Regions from separate parts of the Zea mays genome. Here region 2 is linked to region 1. The links are chromatin contacts, called in public Hi-C maps. All regions are on one chromosome and are shown on one strand. Each heading gives the region's core, a stretch centred on a gene start, on an enhancer-like site or on the middle of the called end of the contact. The rest is flanking DNA. Distances are from core to core; before and after follow the strand shown.

The links. A called contact is a pair of places that touch in the nucleus more often than the background predicts.
Region 2: a Hi-C map of endosperm shows a contact between it and region 1, with 2.2 times the contacts expected there. The contact joins the promoter of LOC103639335 here to the promoter of LOC100273143 in region 1. A contact is called at or near these places in 2 of 25 Hi-C or Micro-C datasets (ear and endosperm).

Annotation. Positions count from the first base shown.
Region 1 is chr9:147,111,660-147,118,191 of Zm-B73-REFERENCE-NAM-5.0, forward strand. LOC100273143 reads right to left here and starts at 3,532. Exons shown (of 5, transcript NM_001147590.1): 1 at 3,408-3,532; 2 at 2,350-2,497. The coding sequence starts at 3,520.
Region 2 is chr9:147,408,403-147,414,731 of Zm-B73-REFERENCE-NAM-5.0, forward strand. LOC103639335 (P-loop containing nucleoside triphosphate hydrolase superfamily protein) reads left to right here and starts at 4,640. Exons shown (of 18, transcript XM_008662093.2): 1 at 4,640-5,216. The coding sequence starts at 4,914. It also overlaps LOC103639334.

The sequences.
Region 1 (6,532 bases), core at 2,282-4,781:
AAAATCTCCTCGTTGTCCCACGCCAAAGCACAGGTCTAAGGCCCAGCCCCGGTCGCGGTTGTTTTCACATGGGCTACGGTGCCGTTGCGTATGGGTGGGGCAGGGGTTCGGGGGTTTCTTGACCTGCGTGAGAATGTCTTCTTCTTAATATAATACCGTGGGGGTGGTCAGTGGTCTTACCCCCGAAGGTCGAGTTTTTTTTTGCATGAATAGAACAACAATGTTACTAACGGGGCGTTTGGATCCCTTCATTTTAGAGGAATTGGAATTCACTCAATAAAGTAACTTATTTAGTTTGGAATTTGACATTCCACCACTTTCCAAAGTTCAGATATAAGCCTATCTCAAATTCATAGGGTGGAGGATGAGAAATAATTTTATGCATTAGTAGAATTTGTTTCTACTCTGTAACTTACATGACACTCTTCGTCTTAGTCCTCTATAGTAAAAATGTAGCACATAAATATCTCCGACATCTTGCTAATAATAGTATACAAATATATTTTGCATAAAACCGAATTATCTTAATTGATATATGCCAAAATTACTATTATTAGAATTGAATTCAATTCTAATGATCCAAACGGGGCGTAATAGTATTATCAAATAGTACTTGGCAATATCGTTAATCAATGTTATTCTTAATCGAAGAAAATGGCAGCATGACTACTGTAATGAGTGAAGTTTGACATCAAATGCCATTTTATCAGACATAAAGAATTACTAAATTAGCAATTACCATAAAGAGTAATCAGATCTAAATAGAAGACAAAACGTTGTCATATGCTACGAAGAGCAAAAAATCCAACACATACAACAATTATTCGGTATACATACAGCATAATAAAATGATAAAATATTAGTCGATATGCAGCATAATAAAATGATAAACTATTAGTCAGTACACAGCATAATAAAATGATAAATTGTTAGTAAGTAAACTCTAGAATGACCAATACCCTTTTTTTTGCAAGATGCATCAAACATTACAACATGTAGTTCCAGCTGCTTGTATGAATAGAACAACAGTGTTACTAATAGTAGTACTTGGCAGTACCATCTATCAGTGCTATTCTTAATCGAAGAAAAGGGCAGCATGACTACTGTAAATGAGTGAAGTTTTGACATCAAATGTCATTTTATCAGACATAAGGAATTACTAAATTAGCAATGATCATAAAGAGTAATCATGTTTAAATAGAAGTCAACTACTATATAATTTGTACGCCAATATGAAGTGAAATTAAGATATAGGGGCAAGAAAACTAATGAAGAGCACTATTAAGATGCAATGAAACCAAATCCAATATCAACATATTTGATTCTGGGTATATTTGAAGTCATCTTGTACCCAAACAAGACAGAATAGGTCTTTTATTAAGTACTGTGATATTTGAAGAAAATAATAAGTGCAAATTGAATGGTGGGTATCTAACAAACAATTTTCAGAAAAAATTGTTTACAAATGTTTCAACAGATCCTTGTGGTGGATTAGCAAGAAGGACAGGCCTGGTACAGTGGTGAGAAGTCTTCCCATTGAGCCAAAGGTCCTGTGTTCAACACAACCTCTCTGAAAAAATGCAGAGGTAAGGCTTGCCGGTTATCCCTTCCCTAGACCCCACTCATGTGGGAGCCGCCAACACTGTATTTGTCCTTATAGTGGATTAGCAACAAGATTTCATGGAAGGAATTTTTCCAAGACAAGGTTTCTGTAGTTGACTGGTACTTGGTAACAGTGCTGTTTCAACTAAGGATACATGACTAAAAGAAGATGGCAGGATATCCTATGTCCTACTCTTGTAATAAATCTGAAACTATTTTGCATCTGTTCTGAGTTACTACTGCAGTTTGAAGCATGCTAACCTTGTGTTTTAATGCTGTTTATAATTCAATATCTTTATAATATTATTTTGTATGGGTAAGCCAATTTTTACCAGCATGTGTGGTTCTAAGCTCCTATAAGATGAAGACATCAGCACTGGTGTAGAAATTAACCATGATGTGACTCAATATCATCCAGGGCTCCAGGCAACCTATGAAAGATGTCAGTGTAGAAAAATAGCCTGCAGACTCAGTTGCTGACAGATGGAGACAAATAAAGGACATGAACAATTGATGGGTTTTAAATTGCTGAAATAATGGCACTGGAAACTAAAACATGTTTAGTTCTAGCCCTGCAGTGTGAGCACTAATCGTCCGGTATTTGGATCTCAGTCTGTTTGGTGAGGTTGCTAAGTGCTGAAAATAAGTTAGCTTATCTTTATTTCTGAGTCAGACATCTGTACGAACAAAAATACGGAGCCACATTAATAGTACTTGATACTTCAGAGTGCAGAATAAGGAGATTACCTCACCAGCACTCTCTAGTTCTTCCTCTGAACTGCCAGCCCAAGGGGTGTGGGCTCTGAAAGCCCCTTCCATGTTTTCCAGGAACTCCTGGATAGCAGTACTATCCTTCTCTGGATCAGGAGCTCTGTTTGAGAATGTCACAATAAAGCTGTATGCATGGAACATAACTAAGTTAATTTCAAGTATTTTGTAAAAAGGCCTAAATAAATGTTAAATATTAATAGCTACTAAGTCTATTAAGAAAAATGAGGCATCTCCAATGCATACGGCTGCATTTGAAAGAAAAAGAGCGCTTAATAGCTCAGGAAGCATTTACTCACAGCTTTGGGCTTCTCGCCCCATTAGTAACATAAGATCAATTAGTAACATATAATCATCTATCATGCCTATATCACAGCTCAAGTCAACCTTGGTTTTGTACCAGGCAGTAATGGGAAATACAAAGCCGTACTCTAACCCTAAATTGAAAACAAATAGTTATCCTGGAATTAGCATTTAAACTCAGTGCATTAATCCCAATGTAAGTACTCCACTATTTTCTACCAATTCGGGTATCATCTACATATGCTAAAGCATACACAGGATCAATCAAGTTCGCAGAGCATATGAAAAACCTCAACGCAAAACTATCTCACAATGTGCAATGTCTCTATCATATTGCAGCTTGGAAGGCATCCATCAAAGAAGTCTGAACTCTAGAAGTTGGCAGAAAGGAATGACAAGTGGAACCAGCTCGAACCTAGACGACAGGTTCCAACCCAAATAGCAAACCTAGGTTAAGCTGTCCAAAAACAGACAGATTGACCCTACAAGCTCTCTAACAATGTGGGCTTACATTTTGAAAGGCACGGCATTGAAATCCCATTCGTGTCCCCGAATTCCCACTACACTTTAATCTCCCACCTCGAGCTACTTCGCCCTACACAGGCCGCAAGAGCTCAAGCAAAGCAATTGCAATATGTTTCGCCGCGGATCTCATCACCCACGAACTGAATCTCACATGAACCTAATTTCACCCATATGATTGAGGGGGAGTGGGCGCGTGGGCTAGAGCTGACCTTTTAATGGACTTGACGAACTCGGCGGCGGAAGGCTGGCGCATGCGCTCGAGGAAGTCGTGCCAGGCAAGCGGCGCCGTCAAGGACCCGAAGGAGTCGGCGCTCCCCTCCATCGTTGCCGGATCGGAGTGCCCGGCAGTTGAGATCAGCGGATTGGCTGGGTTCCGAGGTTGCAGAGGGAAGTCAAGTCGACCCGGATGGACCGACCACGCGGCGATTTTCTGGAATTGTCGGAGTCGGAATTGCTGAGGGTATGCTTGTAGTCTGTGGATGTGGAAATACACACCGAATTATGATAAATTTAATATCTAAAATAAATATAAATAAAATTTGATGCTAATCTCAGTTATGTTATTAAACACATTATAAAAACACGAATAAATTTTTTGTATAAATTATTTTATATTATTTGCTCCTTACAACTAAAAATGTGAAAATTCATCTAAATCTAAAATAGTGTTTGTATCTGATTTTTTTAATATCCATCATTTAAGAAGAAATAGGATAAGTTTGAGGTTTAATTTTTATGAACCTTTTGAAGCTCAATAGTCAATATTAAAAACTATAATAATTTATATAGCAGATTATATATCTATCTATTCGCAATTAAAAAGAAAACGATTAAAAAATTAACAATAAGTATTTGGATCTATCCCTATATGGATGTTAGGGGTATGCTTCGTCGCCGAAGATCCTGTAAGAAGAAACACCTTCGGCAGATCCTTTCAAAAGCAGCGTCGAAGCTACCATCTATGAAGCTTCGGCACAGTGACATGTCTCAAGACGAAGGATCGCACCGATTTAAAGATGAAATGACCGATTAGTCCATGAGAGCCTGTGTCATAATTGTAATCTTTTGTAAAGGACATGAATGTAATATCTCACAGGCTGCGCTCTATGCCTATAAATAGATGAACAGTACCCCCGTACTGTTCACGCTGACTTGTATTTGCTCGCGCATCACGCTTGACTTTTGCCTTCTGTCAAGCCGAAGGTATAAATGTAATTCAATATTGTTCACGTTTGTTCATGATGATATAACTCAAAGATATCAATCATGCCATATGATTATTTATGTTATTTCTCATATTTCATATGCTTCTTCCTTTATTAATATGTATTGAAATGTCGAAGGTATGTCCTTCATGCCCTTCGTCTGAAGATCATTACATCTTAAAGGATATAATGCTTCGAAGGACGAAGGGTACTAACCATTAACCCTTTTATGTTGCCTTGTTCTTAACTCATAGCATTTGAGAACAAGTCCCCAACATTGGAGCCCACCGTCGATTAACTCACTTCCACTGATTGAGCTGATAGCTTCGTCCAACAAGCAAGCTGAAGCTGCTTCGGCTACGAAGCTGGTGCTCCCGATAACAGGCGGTTCATGCTCAGAGCCAGTCAACAAGAAGCAGAAAAAGGAAGCTCAGAGAAGGGTGCAGCATGTTGGGGTGCAGGGACCCTTCATTAAGTCGAAATGGTCCCACATCCCAATCACCTTCTCCCAGGAGGACCTTCAGCTCAAGGATTACCCCCACAATGATGCTATGGTCATATCTTGTGTCATCAAGGGATTTCTGGTCCATAATGTTCTAGTTGATACAGGCAGTGTAGCCAATATCATATTTGCTAAAGCATTCAGACAGATACAAGAGCCAGAGGACAAGATTCATGATGCTACACACCCTCTTTGTGGCTTTGGAGGAAGGCAGATTGTAGCACTTGGTAAGATCACAATGCCAGTGACCTTCGGATTTGTCCACAATACAAGGACTGAACAAGTTGTGTTTGATATTGTTGACATGGAGTACCCCTACAATGCAATCATTGGTCGTGGGACACTTAATACTTTTAAAGCAATTCTTCATCCAGCATATCTATGCATGAAGATACCTTCGGAACAAGGGCCTGTTGCTATTCATGGAAGTCAGGAAGCTGCCAGAAAGGCTGAGGGAAATTGGACAAACTCAAAAGCCATCCACAATATAGACGGAGTTGAAGCTTGTGAGCAGTACAAGTACAAAAGAGAGAAGGCTGCTTCGGTTGATCAGCCGAAGCCCATGCTTCTATGTGAAGACTTAACAGAGCAGAAGGTATTGCTAGGGTCCCAATTATTTGAAGAGCAGGAGAAAAATTTGATAAGGTTTTTATTCAACAACAAAGATGTTTTTGCATGGTCGGCCAATGATCTCTGTGGTGTCAATAGAGACGTTATCGAACATTCACTCAATGTCGATCCATCTTTTAGGCCCAGAAAGCAAAGGCTTCGGAAAATGTCTGATGATAAAGCCGAAAGTGCTCGGAATGAAGTGAAAAGACTTCTCAGTGCTGGTGTTATTAGAGAGGTAAAATATCCAGAGTGGCTAGCAAACATTGTTATGGTAAAGAAGGCCAATGGCAAATGGAGAATGTGTATCGATTTCACGGATCTTAACAAGGCCTGTCCGAAGGATAAATTTCCATTACCAAGGATAGACTCCCTAGTGGATGCGACAGCTTCTTCAGAACTTATGAGTCTGCTGGATTGCTATTCAGGATATCATCAAATATGGATGAAGAAGGAGGATGAGCCAAAGACTAGCTTCATAACTCCCAGTGGCACCTATTGTTATCTTCGGATGCCTAAGGGGCTCAAGAATGCTGGAGGCAGTTTCAGTAAGATGACAGCCAAGGTCCTTCATTCCCAGATAGGCATAAATGTGCTAATATACGTTGATGATATTATAGTAAAAAGCACGAAGCAAGAAAATCATATCACTGATCTGCAAGAAACATTTGCTAATTTCAGGCAAGCTGGCCTGAAATTAAATCCTGAAAAATGTGTCTTTGGAGTGAAGAAGGGTAAGTTCCTTGGCTGTCTGGTTTCAATGAAGGGGATCAAAGCTAACCCAAGCAAGATTGAAGCCATCCTTCGAATGGAACCACCAAGCACAAAAAAGGGGCCCAACGGTTGACAGGAAGATTGGCTTCATTGAATAGATTTATATCTAGATCAGCAAAAAGAAACTTGCCATTTTTTGAAATACTAAAGTCAGCCGAAGTCTTTCAATGGGGTCCAGTTCAACAGAAAGCCTTTGAAGAGCTAAAACAATATTTAATTGATCTAACAACACTAACTCCACCAA
Region 2 (6,329 bases), core at 3,390-5,889, 300 kb after region 1:
TATTTTTTAAATACACTAAATAATTTAATAAATTTCTCTGTACATCTAAGCTACCTCTTCAATGTATGCAATTTCATGTCATCTATTCTTATTATCTTACTATATGATGAGAGGGTACGCCCATCCACGCTGAGATTGCAGCCGCTCTGGCAGTTGACAAAGGCTCACTGATAGAAATTGAAAAAGTATATGAGCTCAAACGCTTTCGTGTCACGCCTTCCAGAAACTATTTTAAACCTGTTGACAACAACTTCATGATACAATTCACTCTGTACACTCAAGCCAAAGTTGTCAAAGATCCACCACAAGTGTTTCCAAGATATATCTACAAGCTCACCTGCTTTGAGAACATAGAAGATAACATTGACAATAGAACTTACTTGATTGGTAAGAAACATTTTGATAAATTAAAATACACTCACTTAGGTTACAAGGATATACACATCGTTTACAAGTAAATAATTTACTTCTCCAATAATGTAGATGTCCTTGGAATGTTGACACAAATTAATCCTCCACATCTAATTGGCTACAACAACTCAACCATCATCAGAGACATCTTCATCGAAAATACAAGGTACAAAATTCTCCTTTATGTATTACTACTACAATCTTGCCACATAAAATGTGTGACAAGCACTATGAAATCTTTGCACCACTAATCCTTATATCAGATTGTGTATTCATACTAGCTATATTGTTCTTATTTCTTCAGTGACATGTCTCTGAAAATTACTCTTTGGGGAAATCAAGCATCAAGCTTTTCTATCAGTGATGTTTACAATCAAAGCAACAACCAGCCTATTGTCATACTGCTCGTTGGATTTCTTGCTAAACGATTCAAAGGTTATAATCCAAACTTTTGAAAAGAACAATTGGATTATTTATTTCAATATATATGATAACACATATTCTACATGTAATGTAGGTCAACCATACCTAAGCAGTACAACAGCAAGTTCATGGTACTTCAATCCTGGAATTCCTGAGGCACAGACCTACTACAACAGGTAAACAAAATAAATTTTGGATACACTTCTTTCAATACGTGTGAATGGTTCTATTTAATCTGGTTCTCTTTAATCTATGTGCCCACATTTAACTGGTTCTCTTTAATCTGGTTCTCTTGAAGCAACATAAATCTGGTTCTCTTTAATTTTATGCCCACATTTATCTAACAATTTAATAAGCAACAGTCTACTACGCTACCAGTAGTAATATTTAAACTGAAACTGTAGATAAACATTTTTTATCATTACCTCTTTATATATTACATTCAAACCAGTTTGGTCTCCCTCTTCAGACAATATTCAATGCTTACAATTATTTTTTAACAAAAACTAAGCCACAATTTCATTTCTTTTTCTCTATAAAAAACAAAGACAATGTAAAAGAAAAAATCATCGCTGCCTATAATCAGTGTATACAAAAAAAATATATTTTTAAAATAATGTTACGATTGGTTGTATTTCTTAGACACTCTTTCAGTTAAAAAAAATGATACATGCTATCCTCTTTTTCCTAAAGCGGGTTACGAGACATCCTATTGTCTTTATTTTTTAAAAATAAAAATATTGTTCATACTGATCACGATTGTGACATCATTTGAAGGTTGCAAACCAATGACCTCCAGCTAATACAACCCACAGCAGCCGAAGAAGAAATTCTGCTTTCTCAACCACCAAATTTGGAACAAAAGACTGTTGAAGAGCTGCTCAACATAGATCCGGACATGTTTCCCGTATTTACTACTAAATCCTCATATGTTTCACTTATTTAATACATCGACAATATGCCTATCTAACTTGGTACATTTTTTCTCTCTTTTATATTGCAGCCAGAAGGCTACAGATGCACTGTTACTATCTCACGCATTGTGCAAAATAGCAAATGGTGGTACCCATCTTGCTCAAGGTGCCACAAATCTTCATCTCAAACTTCAACAGGATATCACTGCACATCATGTGGCTGCACAGATATTAACTTTAGGTAAATCTTAACACACACACACCTGATTTACTACCATTTATTTCATCTTAATAAAGTCTTATCTTTACTACAAACTTAATTGCTGCTTTGAAATACTCATAATTTGAATTGACAGATACAAGCTCAGCTTCATTGCTACTGATGGGACATGTGAGGCAGAGTTCTTTTGTTTTGATAGCATAGCCAGAAAAATAGTAGGAAAACCTTGTGACAACCTTGTTACAGCAGCTGCAACTTCTCAGGGTCCCCCAGCAGCCCTAGTCGCTATTGTGTGTCTGAAATTTACCCTTGTAGTTACCATCAATATGTCAGCCTACTCGGTCACAAATAGAGTATTCTCTGTTCTGTCTATTTTAACAAATCATGGAAGACAGACCTTCATACCATCTAACATGCCTAGCCATCCTCAACAAGAGTTGGATACACAAGATGAAATACCTAGCCTCCCGACCACACAAGACTCTCCAGCAACATCGATGGCGAAACTATCTACCTGTAGCAACGAAAGAAACGAGGTACGAAACTTCTTATTTTTCTTGCCATGTAAAACCTATTATAAACGTATCATTCTTTCATGCATACAACTTGATGAAGTCTATTCAACAGGCACGACGTGTTCTAATATATTCAGATATGTCACATGACACAGAGGTACCTTTAGTACTACTAAATACTTATTTTCCATGCACTTACAAAGTTACATATCCATTACATTTTAATACCAGATATAAATTAATACAATCAATACCCACATAATAAATAAACCAGGACAAAATGAGCTTCCACTTTGTTATATGAAACTACATTCATAAAATTTATGCACTTAACCACAGGGTGATGCCCAGCGCATAAGTGAACTCAACAATGAAGAGTTATCGTCGCCACCGAAAAGGTATGTATTACAAAAATAGTTGGACATAATAACAGTAGCAACAACAACCTTCTTTTAAATGCTAGATCTTATTTTCCACGCTAATACAACATTCATGATATTATATAGAATGAAACATGGCCACAGTAGCAAAGGAATACCAGATCTTACAGACCCCAAAAAGAAGAGCTCCTAGATCATCATCAACTTCATGAAGGTATAACACCATGTGCAAAACTTATTCATATATCGCAAATATATTTATACACAGTCAACATAATGTATTCCACTTACCCTTTTACGCAGCAACATTAGCAAACTATTGGGAAAACACCTCCAACACCTCTAATACTTTTTCCTCCTTTGTACACAGGTATTTACTTATTGCGCACCTATCAAGAGCAACATCACTTTTGGACCATGAATGCTTCCCTATAGATATGAACCCTATCAAGAGCACCATCACTTTTGGACCATGAATACTTCCCTATATATATATGAACCTACTGTTAGACTATTTGTGGATCTGTACATATTTACTTAACACCTGGAAGCACACTGTTGCTAAGTGTTGTTGTATGATGCTTCAATACTACTTAGTATATATTGTAGTCTAATTTCACTCTACAACTGGTATCAACTATTATGGGAAAACAATATTATCTACTTATATTTTGGTTTCTTGCATACATATTGTATACTCATATCATGTTTAAATTTGTTTTACATATCTGGGTACTCACAAAATCCTTAAGCCATATATGGTCACGCGCGCCCAGGCGCGCGCTAAACACTAGTTCAACTACCAGCCGATTTGATTGGGAGCACAACGCTCTCAACTGTCAGCCGCTTTGACCGGGCAGCACATGGAGCGCGCGACGACCGTGCAAGGCCCACTCCTGGCCGGAGGCCGCGCTCCAAGTTACACATGTTGCATGGGTATGTGACCTGTTACTATTTTTTCTCCTGGAAAAACAGATTGGTGCCTGCATCGTACAGATTGTGGCCGCGTCGTACAGGTTGCATGCAGGCATGCGGGGTGGTTCCTCGCCGATTGGTTGGAATGGAAACTCATGCACATTCAGCGTCTGATCCGCTTCCGGCGGCCAGGAGCTTATCTCCCCATCGTGGTCAGTAGAGTCGCCACCATTTTTATCACCGCGAACTGTGTATTCAGTCTATACAGAAAGACATACCATTGTATTGCGTAGGAGAGGAATCGAAGACTGTCGCGTAGGACAGTTCGGCTAGGCCGGAGACCTACCGGATTGACGGAGAGTTGATGCAGATCCAATCCCGCAGCAACGTCGAGGTAGAGCGTGCTGATAACGTATTAAGAATTACGTTACCACGGATCACCAGATCCGCTCCCTTCCCCCCGTAAGCAGTAGAGGCACGAGAAGATGTAGAGAACCCGTCTCCCTTCCCATAAGCACGACAGAGAAAACACACGAGACACATGATATATAGTTGGGCCTCTGGCCACTTTCTCATTTCTATTCCATATGAGGGGATACATGTTCTATATATAGGGACATGATTGCCCTCAGGGTATATTCGGTATTTACTCATATAACCCTTCATTAGGGTTTCTCAACAGGATTGTCTTGAAACTCTGAAAATACTACGTTGCCAAATGGCAACAGGCCCGGCTGCTAGTAGCCTGCTACACAGCTCTCCAAGGCAAGTTCGGCGGCTAACCACAGCACAGCCCATTAGTGGTCCAAGGACCAAGCCCATCTTTTACCCGACGATTATGCAGGGGCCCATAGCTAATCTGATCCGCAGAGACCATTAACCAAAGAATCCCTTCGTCCCGGAGACCCGGACCTCCCTGGTTGCGGGTTGCGGCGCCTGCCTCCTCCGCCCATGCGACGCGCGCCCGCGCAAACTACCCGCCTTCGCAGTCGTCCGCGCGGGAAACGTGAAGCTAATCCAACTCCAACATTTCCTCCCGATGCGCTGTGCTGTGCTGTACTCCTTCGCAGGGAGCTCTCGAAACCCAAACCCTAGCTCTGACCCACCGCGATTCCCCATTTGATTTCTCGTACCCATGGGTGGATCCGCTGATCCCGAGGCGCCGTCGCCGTCTCCGACGAAGCCATCGCCCTCGTCGGCTGACGGGAAGCCGCCGAGGCGGTGCGTGCAGTCGAAACTCTCGTGGGGGCTTGTCAAACCAGCCGGCGGCGGCCGCGAAGGTGGAGGAAAAGGAGGCGGCGGTGAAGCAGGAAGAGGAGATGCCGAGGCTGTTCCTCCTGTGCCTGCGGCCGGGGAGGCGGCGGCGACGGAAGTTAGAGAGGGGCTGGAGAAGGGGAAGAAGAAGAGAAAGCCGCGGAAATCAGAGGATGGCAAGAAGGTACATTGCCCATTTTAGCCGCTGTTTTGTGTCTTCTCGTTGAATTGCGCAGGTGGAGGATTCAATTCCTTTTTGGTAGAATGTCGATAGATAGGCATCTTGCCTTTTTCCTGCTGTTCCATTTACTTAGAGCAACTCCAACCGAACTCTTAACTGAAGCCCTATCCTATTTTGAGAGGCCAAAACACGAAAGTTTGTCTGGGGGGATACCATGCCATGCCATGGTTTTCGTGTTATGTACATTATTTTTCTGTTTATTGCTGATGCCCGATAACTGTGCACTTCAACCTGGATAAGGAGTCAAATCTGCAACCAAGTGAACCAACAACTACGTAGCTGAAATCCTACCTGGATAGCAGTCCACACGCCAAACTCAGTCTTTCCTGACTTAAATTGAACTACATCTGTTTCTTTTCCTTTTTTTGGAGAAGGGCCTGCAGAACTTTGGTCTTTAAATTTTGTTTTGGGTCCTTATCCATACTTTGTACTACATCTGCTTCTTCATCAATACTCCATCTGTTCAAATTGTAAGTTGTCTTAGGCTTTTAGCTTTTTTAGATACATAATTTTTACTGCGCATCTAGACACAGTGTATATCTAGGTCTTGACTTGCAGGCTGGCAATGGCGGACCCAGGATTTGATCAAGACTAGGGTTAAATTCTAGTAACAAAAAAGTGAAAGATGTGCATAGTCTATATGGCTATAATGGGAGGCACATGATTCTAGGACTGCATGAGCTCCATCTTTGTGTTGAGGAAGAACTGCATGCGCTGCAACTCCAGCTCCTGTGCTAAGTACATGTGCTGACGCTCTGTAGCCTTCACACGCTAGTATGCCTCGCCAAGGAGACATATCTCCTGTGCGAGCTATATTACATACTACAATCAATAATGTTTTAGAAATGAGTTTAGTAGTAGAAGTTGCAATGGTAAATGGGGTGTTTGAATGCACTAGAGGTAATAGTTAGCTGCTAAAACTAGCTAAATACATCCAAACAATCTAGCTAATAATTCAACTATTAGCTACTTTTAACAAATTTGCTAATAGTTAGCTAGCTAATTCCACTAGCAAGTTTTTAGCCAACTACTTAGTACCTATTAGCTTTAGTGCAT